2 separate regions of the Sus scrofa genome follow, and region 1 is linked to region 2. Evidence: chromatin contacts called from public HiChIP or PLAC-seq data. All regions are on one chromosome and are shown on one strand. The core of a region is the stretch at or near the end of the contact, and the rest is flanking DNA. Distances in the headings are between cores, read along the strand shown.

The links. HiChIP or PLAC-seq counts read pairs in DNA pulled down with a chosen protein or histone mark.
Region 1: an H3K27ac HiChIP or PLAC-seq map of skeletal muscle shows a contact between it and region 2. The contact joins the enhancer-like site here to the promoter of FOXO3 in region 2. A contact is called at or near these places in 3 of 5 promoter capture datasets (fetal liver, fetal skeletal muscle and liver), 18 of 47 Hi-C or Micro-C datasets (blood, brain, embryonic fibroblasts and 8 more) and 2 of 2 datasets of contacts at active chromatin or transcription factors (alveolar macrophages and skeletal muscle).

What each region holds. Positions count from the first base shown.
Region 1 is chr1:75,153,724-75,158,319 of Sscrofa11.1, forward strand. The region is part of intron 1 of SESN1 (sestrin-1); the gene reads right to left. LOC106508918 (a long non-coding RNA gene) reads right to left here. Exons shown (of 2, transcript XR_001306055.2): 1 at 1-4,596. Among named protein-coding and RNA genes, the nearest start is that of SESN1, 14 kb to the right of the region's middle. Within about 2 kb of position 3,253, at least 14 of the 83 cell types and tissues checked have an H3K27ac peak or open chromatin away from gene starts, as enhancers often do. A contact at or near this core is called in fetal skeletal muscle, omental adipose tissue, skeletal muscle and 1 more, where this site is marked.
Region 2 is chr1:74,626,778-74,631,423 of Sscrofa11.1, forward strand. FOXO3 (forkhead box O3) reads left to right here and starts at 2,918. Exons shown (of 2, transcript NM_001135959.1): 1 at 2,918-3,535. The coding sequence starts at 2,918.

The DNA of each region.
Region 1 (4,596 bases), core at 2,003-4,502, 530 kb after region 2:
AGGTTAACTCATCAGACAATATTCAAGATTTGAGTTCTATTTCCTTCCAATGAGTTTTTTAAATATAACGAATGCAATTTTTACAACTACTTTTAGCCAGCTCAAACATTAAATTATGATGGCATTACCACATGGAAACAGCCAAGCTAGTGTTTTATTCATAATAAAGTGAGAGAGGGCTCAGACAAAAGTTATAGTTACATGTTCACACACGCACTGACAGACAGCAAAAGGAAAATAAAAGGGGGCCAGAGAAAGGAAACAAAAATGAGGCCAAACTTAGTCTGCAGGGAAGAACAACAGAGCATTAGTTACAGCCAGTCATAAGAGGTTTGGTTTGGGCATGCTGAGGATAGAAGCAGTGTGTACTTGTGTAAACAGATAAGCTGAGAAGAAAAGTTAATTATTACATTAAAATTTATTTGCTCCACTAAGCTGTCTTTATTATCCCAACCCACTCAGATCTTTCCTTGCTCTGAATTACTGTAACACTGTGAATGTTATATAATTTTCCCACATTGATTTTAAGTCATATTCCAATATAAAAGTAACATGTGCTCACGAATAAAAACACAAAGACTATAGGAAAACAGATTAGTGGTTAAGAACATGGAGTCAGACATGCCTCCTGACTCTCCATATTCAGTACTTGAATTAAGTTACCTAATAGTTCTGTTTCTTCATCTATAAAAAGTAAAATTCAAGTCACAGAACTGTTGTATGTGTAAAACTAGACATTGCAGGGAAATGGGCCTTCAAAGGAAGTACAGAGAAAGTTTGTATACATTATTTCAGAATGTGAATGTAAACCTTAAGTGGAAAAACACAAGAGAATAACAGGAATTGAGTCTTGCAGATATGGTGTGACCCTGGGAGTGTCAGTAGCAATTGCACCACCTTTAGGAGCACTGGGGGCCAGGGAAAGCAGCACCCAAGCAGGCTGCAAGTGCTTCTTCTCAAAGAAAGAGCCCAGATTTGGAGAAGGTCCTGTTTCCTTAGCTAAAAAAATCAAGAAACTTAATCCAGTCTCAAAGTGAGGGGGTGCATTCATATTTGTGTATTTGTTTTGGGAAGATATCTTCCTCAAAACCTGTAACCCACCTGAAATCTGACAAATGTTATATGTAAGATGCTTATAACTAAGCATAGCATACAGTAAACACTCAATAAAATTATGTTTGTTAATAATTATTATTATAAAAAGAAATATAAAATCTCTAATAATCTAATCTAACTCTTCTGGTACATGCAGATTTCCTGACATTTCCCTCTCTCTATAAAAATATATATATTTGGCCTACTATTTTAAAAGTTGCTTTTCCACTTAAATATATAATTTCTTCTTTTATGTATTTTAAAATAATTTTCAATAACTGTGTTATAGTCCTTTATACAGATGTACTATAATTTAACAATAATTTAATAACTGGATATTTAGATTATCAACTTATATATAAAGATATGTAAAGATAACACATTTACATCATAAATAACACTTACAGGGATTATCATCATACATCAATCTTTTTCAGATGATTTCCTGGATGTGTAATTACTATGTAGATACACTCCCACCAAGAGAGTTCCACAGCTGTCAACATACTACCATAAAATTTAACATTTTTAGTGAAAGTCTTGATTTATTCTTAATGTTTTTCTCTAGATTATTGCAAAATTCTTAATGGTAGTGGTTGTTTTCAACTTTTTATATCTCTCACAGAATTAGAATAGTATCAGGCATAAAGAAAGATTTAAAATGAATTCTTATTTTTAAAAAGTATACCCATTTCAGCCTTAGATGGAGAGGGAGATCAGCTAGAGGTGAGGTGGAGTTCAGAAAAAAAAAAAAAATAAATAACCCTGTTATTAATTATTTTAAGAAAGCAGAAAGAGCCATAATATAGTTTCATTCCAACCAATAAATGGCATTTAATATAAATTTGTAGTACTAAATGACAGAATATTTACCTCAAGGTTTTACTCTTCACATTTTACTATACAACTACTTCCAAGTTCAAATCAGGAACCAATGAAGACCAGCATAAACTGGAATTAAACACCTCTTAATCTGAACAATAACCACTAAAGATTTATTTACAATAATACAGTGCACTAAAGGGAATAAAAAATAATAAAAACAAAATCAAGAAAAAATATGCATTGCTTGGTGAAAAAGCAAAATACAAGTCTAGCTTGGAGACAGACTTTTGTTTTGAAAATTACTTTTATATGTTAAAATGAAAAAAAGCAGGAAAAGGGCTTGTCAAACACTCATACCGCAATACTCACTACAGACCCAATCATGTGAGATTTGCTTAAATCTCTAGCATCTAAGGTAGATGAACTAAATGTTTAAGGTGGCATTTAGGGAAAAAAAGTATATGTAATCATTTGTTGGTAGTTGTCACTAATTAAGGAAGTGTAACAGATTTTCCATCTTCTTTTACCAGGTTTGTTGCCATAATCAATTTTTTCTTCATGCTATACTAGATTTTTAGTGCACATGCCATAGACAATGAAACTCTGACCTAACAAATGGAATGCAAAAGTATACAAAATGGCACTACTATGAGTGTGAAAATATTTTGTGCTTAATAGTATAGTTATAATGGGATTTACAATTAGAAAACATCAGTGAAATCTAATTTTGTAACATATAAGTAACAAAATTAAGACTCTAAACAATTAAGTACACAGTTCAAATTGGGTACTTCCTTAAAATCATTTTATAACTTTAGTTCATAATTTAAAAAATCAAGATTAAAATACTCCAATTTGATCAGATAAAGTTGAATTATGGAAAGGACAAGAGAAGAGTGCCTTTTACACTATTTAAGCATAATCTTTTATGATTCTAGTGATAATTTTCCATAATAAATAAGAATCCAAAGGCTTTAAAGTGTGCACATACAAATGGCAAAATGATTTCTCTGTGCGATCAAAGTAATGATATAACCTAGGCTTGATTTCATAAGAAGACAACTGAGGCCACTTTCCTTTTTAGCTGTAAACAACTTGCTGTATGACATGTAATGCAATACCATATTTTGGGAAATTTCAAGCATTTATAATCCACGGGAAAAACACTCAACACTCCTACACTATTTTTTTTTAAGCCCACAATAGTGCAGTCTTTCAGCTACAAAGCCAGAAGCCAGTTATAAAACCAGTACTTTTCCACTAGAGTTACTTATGGGGCGGGGAAGGGGATGTTCAGCACTGCAAACGTTAGGGTCTAAAATAAGATCATTGCAAGGAGTTACTACAACACTTGCACTGCCAGCACTGTCATGGCAACAATGAACTAGCTAGGAGAATGCTCTTTTAACATTCAAAGCTAATCTTGAGTCTATTACTCATGGAAATATACCAAATTTTCTTTTAGGCAGTTCACTAAAAAAACCATTTTACTTGGTAATCTCTTAATGTAAAGATAAGCCTTTTATATACCCTATTTCCAAGATCGCAGTCTAGCACCTTCTTGCAAGAGGTGAAGTTTATAATGACAACATACTGAAAATTATGTTCTACAGTGAAACACAAAGATTCAGCAAGGTTCAAATGCAATTTCAAGATGGGTCAGGGTTTAAATAAGAATTTGATACGCAATTTAATAAGATCTAAGAATGTGGTTTCTCCCAGAAACCAAAGTTTTACATTTCATCCTGAAGGAAAAATAATTTTGGAAGAGAAAGCAATATATATTTTCACTATTAGGAGCCATATATTAAATTTTTATTCAGATAATGCAGGATAATGCTGAAAAGCATGGACTGGACTTGGAGTCCCACGGCCTGGGTTTGAAATCTGGCTCCTCCTCTCACTAAGCTGTGATACCTGGGACAAGTTATTTAACCTATCCCAGCCTTGATTTTTTTTTTTTCCTGTTGCATAAAATGGGGATAATAATACCTACTCTTTAGTGAAGACTGAATGAAAAGGGTTAAGGATATATGAAAAGGGTTAAGAACCAGGTTTTGCATATGGAATACCTATTCTTACTACACTCAAAACTATACATTCTACAAAACTAGATTAAGAGACTGCTGAAGATGACTGAACTCTGTCCAATGTGCCACAGATCATAGGAGGGGCAGCCATGGGAGCTCAGGAGGAGGGCCAGAGACACTTGCTACACCCAATGAAGTAAATTCAAGAAATCAAACATGGTACAAAATCTCTTGAAGCCCTGTTACTTCTAGGGTATTTGGGGGCAATGTAATCTTTCCTTAGTTACTTTGTTCTTAAAATCATATCAAGCTGTCTAGGCCAGGCCACTCATCTGGCAAGAGTGAAAGGACTGCTGGGGATTTTCTGCTTAATACATCAGGCTCCCATTGGGGGAAGCAGAGTAGGAACACTGACAGTGCAGCTCTAATCTCTTTAGTAGACCTTTAATGCAGACAGCCTCCGCAGCAGATAACTTGCCTGAAACATCAGACATGCAGTGACTAGGCACAGAAGATTTAGTTGCTTACTGACAGCACTGGCTTACAAGCCATCATTTTCTTTCCTCTATTTTATATCCTTGAAGATGCATTTGAAAGTCAAATGTTCCTAAGTGGAATACTAGACTAGCATGGTACTGGGGGAAGA
Region 2 (4,646 bases), core at 1,668-4,167:
CTGCCACCCCTCCCCGGTCCTCTCATGTCTCCCTCCTTTTAACTCTCCCTCCCGTCAGCGCGAGAAGGATTGCCTTCTGGTTCGCGCCCTATCCTCTCATCCCTCTTCTCCTTCCTTCGAATTTTACTCGATTGTTTATTATTTGCTGGGGAGGCGGAGGCGGGGGGCGGAGAAGGGCGTCTAGGGCCTGGAGACGGATGGCCGCGGCCAGTCAGCGCGCGGCGTGGCTTGACGAGTAAGCGCCGCAGCGAATGGCTACCCGGCGCAGAGCTCCCAGGTCACGCGCTTGTGGATACAATGACATCATCTGTTTGTACGCGTCGAACTAGCTTGTTGCAGGGGCGGGGCCTCGCGTCACTTGAGTGACGGGTCCTGCGCAAAGTCCGGAGCCTGGATTAGGCAGGGTGGGCGGACTCCTGCGCCTGCTGGGTTGGACCTTTTTGTGTTTGGGGTTGTTGCTGAGCCCGCTCTCAAGTCTAGTGTCTCTAGTGACTTGGTAGGATTTGGGCTGGGGTAGGGGGGAGAGATTTCTGAACGAAAATGGAAAGACTTTTAGTGTGTGTGTCGTATGTAGTGAATTCTTAGTGCACAAATGAACGGCTTGGGTACTGATCGTAGGATAAGGACTTTTGAAGATGTTTTTCTAAACTTGAAGAAATAGTTTTCTTTAAAAAGATAAAAAAAACACAATTAGCTATTTTGCGTCTTTTAAAAATTAGACTCATTATTTCCCATTTACAGTTGTTCAAAAGTTATTTTTGTACTTAAGAATGCGGAATAATTTGCTTTTCTCTTAGTTACAGTTATCCCCTCCTTTGCCATGAAATTCATGAAAAATGAAATACGATTGCAGTCAGGCGTCTTAGGTTAGAGACTAAGTGCAAACTTTCGTGCAGGATCAAAACTGAGGGCATCAGCTTATCGAAGTCCTGAGGGCCCCAACATCTTCGCTTGCTAGTACTTTCACGCTGAGGTAACTCTTATCATCAGCGGACAGCATCTCGTCTCCAGGTGTTACCTGGTGTCGGGTTCTAAAGGGGAACCGGACACCAGGGCGGGCCCAGAGCCTGGCGGAGGGACGCGCTGGCTAGGGGGACCCCCCAGTGCCAGGCGCCCTGCTCCGAGGCAGGGCGGCCACGCGACAGCGCTCGTGGACCGTTTGGGGCTCTGGGCTGCCCCCTCCCTTTTCTTCTGGGCCCGCGCCACGCTTTGTTTTCTTTGAGGCTCGCGGGAGGGAGGAGGAGCCCGGCGGGGAAGGCTGCTGGAGCCCGCCGTGTCCCGGCGCCGATGCGCGCCGTGACACCCAAGCCCGCAGCCCCGGGGATCTGGGCCGCGCACGCGCGCACATACACACACACACACGCGCGCACACGAGCGCACCCGGGCACGCTGCCCAGCCCTCCCCCTGGGCGGGGACCCGCTCGCCGTCAGCCTAGGTTGAGGCACCCTGCGTGTGTCTATAACTTTGTGCTGCTGCCGCGGCCGCCCTGCTCGTGGAAGGGAGGAGGAGGAATGTGGAAGGCGGCGGCGCGCTGGCTGACAGGCGGTTCCTCAGGCGGGCTGCAGCAGCGGCGGCCGGAGCGCCTCTCCTTGGCTGAGGTTGTGCGCCCCCTCCTCGCCGCGCCCCGGGCCCGCGCGGGATTGTGCGTCCTCCCCCCTCGTCACTGAAGGGAAGGAACCGAGGTAGGCGCCGGAGCTGTGCAGCGGGGCGGCCGCCTTCCCGGTGACTCCGGATCTGCTTCCGAGCTGGGCCAGGCGCTTCCCTTTTCCCTCCCCGTGACTCGGTGTGCGCGCCCTTCTTCTCTCCCGCTAGTGTTTTTAAAGGACTTGAGTGAAGGGGGGAAACTGTCAAGATGGCAGCAGTGGGAGCAAGGAGGTGATGAACGTGCTGGTCCGGGTTTTCTGTTGGCCTGGGAGACTTGTGCTTCCTGACCTGTTGGAAGATTTACGTTTCGACTACTCCCCTCCCCCCCGTTCTTATAGGGAAAGGGGTGGAGGGCACAACGCCCGCGAGAAAATAAACCACACCACCCCCAAAGTGGCCGTTGCTGCTCAGCTCGACCCTTGGCAAACACCCGCTGAGCTGCTTGTCTCCCTTCTTCCCGTCTTTCCCTGTTCCTGGAAGTGACAAGGGCCCGTTTGCGCTCGGACCCACATTCGCCCTCTCGGCCCGCGGGCGAAGAGAGGAGAAGGGGACTGCCCGCGCAGTCCTCGGGCTCGGGTCCTCCGCTGGGAGGGGATGGCAGGAGAGCGCGGAGGCGGCGGGGCCGGGACCAGGCCGGGGAGAAGAGCCGAAGACGCCACAGACTTTGGCGGCGGTGGCGCCGCGGGAAGCACTTGTGCGGGCCGGAGCGAAACATAAACAAACGCACGCACACCCGGGCTCAGGCTCCGACCGCGTCTGGGCTGCGCCAGCTCGGGCTGCTGCCCGCTTTAAAGGCGCGGCTCGCGCCCCTCCCCCGCCCCGCCCCTCCCCCTTCTTCCCCGCCCCGCCACCTAGCCCAGTGGAGACCTGCAGCTCCGCTGGCGGTGGCGGCGGGGGGAGGGGGTTGCCCCGTGCGAGCCTGTCGATTCGCTCCTGTCTCCCCCGCGGCCTGACCAGGGGGTGGCGTCTGCAGCGCCAGGTTCGCGGGACGCACGTCTCCAGGTCTGCCTGCTCCTGGGAGGCGGGCGCGGTGTGGTCGGGAAACGGCGGCGGCGGCGGCGGGCGAGGACTCGCCGGGGACTGAGCTCCAGCCCGGGATAATCAACTCTCCTTCTCTCTCCTCTCGTGCTTTCCCAGGCGGCGGCAGTAGCAGCGGCGGCGGCGCCCGGGAGCCCGAGCCTTCGCGGCGCCCCCGTCCCTCCCCCGCCGCACCCCGCCCCGGCGCAAGAGGAGAGTGTGAGAGCCGGAGCCGCGGGCGGGCAGGCGGCGAAGATGGCAGAGGCGCCGGCCTCCCCGGTCCCGCTCTCTCCGCTCGAAGTGGAGCTGGACCCGGAGTTCGAGCCCCAGAGCCGTCCGCGCTCCTGTACGTGGCCCCTGCAGAGGCCGGAGCTCCAGGGGAGCCCGGCCAAGCCCTCGGGGGAGGCGGCCGCTGACTCCATGATCCCCGAGGAGGAGGACGATGAAGACGACGAGGACGGCGGCGGTAGGGCCGGCTCGGCCATGGCGATCGGCGGCGGCGGGGGCGGCCCGCTGGGCTCTGGGCTGCTCCTGGAGGACTCGGCCAGGCTGCTGGCTCCCGGAGGGCAGGAACCCGGGTCCGGCCCAGCCTCCGCGGCGGGCGCGCTGAGCGGAGGGACGCAGACGCCGCTGCAGCCTCAGCAGCCACTGCCACCGCCGCAGCCGGGGGCGGCTGGGGGCTCCGGGCAGCCGAGGAAATGCTCCTCCCGGCGGAACGCCTGGGGGAACCTGTCCTACGCCGATCTGATCACTCGCGCCATCGAGAGTTCCCCGGACAAACGGCTCACTCTGTCCCAGATCTATGAGTGGATGGTGCGCTGCGTGCCCTACTTCAAGGATAAGGGCGACAGCAACAGTTCTGCCGGCTGGAAGGTGCGTACCCACCTCGGACGGGCGGACAGACCCGCCCGGTCTCCTGCGCAGTGCGAGACGCGCCTTCGATTCGTCCGAGCGCGCCTGCGGGCGCCCGGGAGAGGGGTTGGCAGGGAGAGCCTCAGCTGTAAGGCTTTGGGGGTTCTGTGTGACCTCCGGAGGAGGGGAGCCCGGGGACCGCTGCGGACGCGGCGGGAGCGGGAGAGGAGGCTCCTGGGGAAGCCTCAGGCTTGGCCAGATGGGCAGGAGTGCATTTGCCCGATTCCTGGGTTGTAGCGGAGGAGGTACGTCCGCGGCCAGCTTTGGAGCAGGTTTCCCCGTAGTGGGGGTGCGGCGAGGCCGCTGCGGGTGGAGTGAGGGGACTTGTTTGGGAATCAGTGCCCAGAGGAGGGGTTGGATTTGTGGTTTCCAGTCGGTCGCCTAAGCGTGGTGTGTTGAGACTAGCCAGATGAGAACCCCTGTGTCCAAGTTTCAGGCTTGTAGGTGTTAACTCCCACAGGCACATCGATCCCATTACAAAAAGCAGTGGTTGTAAACCTTTTCCTGGCCGGCTCTCTTTCCTTGCGTGTGTTAACACCTTTATTCCTAAGAGGTGTCTCAACCTTAAACCTTCCTCTGAGTAGCCTCTGAGATGATCTGGGCCCCGACCCGGCCAGCCCTTCCACCTCAGCGGGAACTGTCCTGCACCTGCTGCTTCCCCGCTGAGGCCTGGCCTCTGGAGCTGTTTCAAGCAGCGGGTCCAGGAGTAGAGAACCGGGGCCTGTCGCTTCACGTAAGCCTTTGGGAGGCAGGTTTGCTGGCAGAGCTGAGCCATAATGGCTTCTACCTGTAAGTGAACCTGAAGAGAGGCTCTCCACTGTTCCTTTTCAGCCTCTTGGGGCACTGGACACGTGGTAGGGAGAGAGGTGTGGAAAGGCCTATGATGTAATGACTTCCTGCAGTTGGGCATCCAAAGAGATTAACTCCTGTGCCCCTGCTGGGCTGCAGATACCCAGCGGCTTTGTTTTTGCCAGGCCCCCATCTCTGTGATATGAGTTAGTCGGTACCAGGCAAAAGAGAGCCCTGTGCAACTGGAGGGAGATACATATCACTTCATATTATTTCTCAGTTG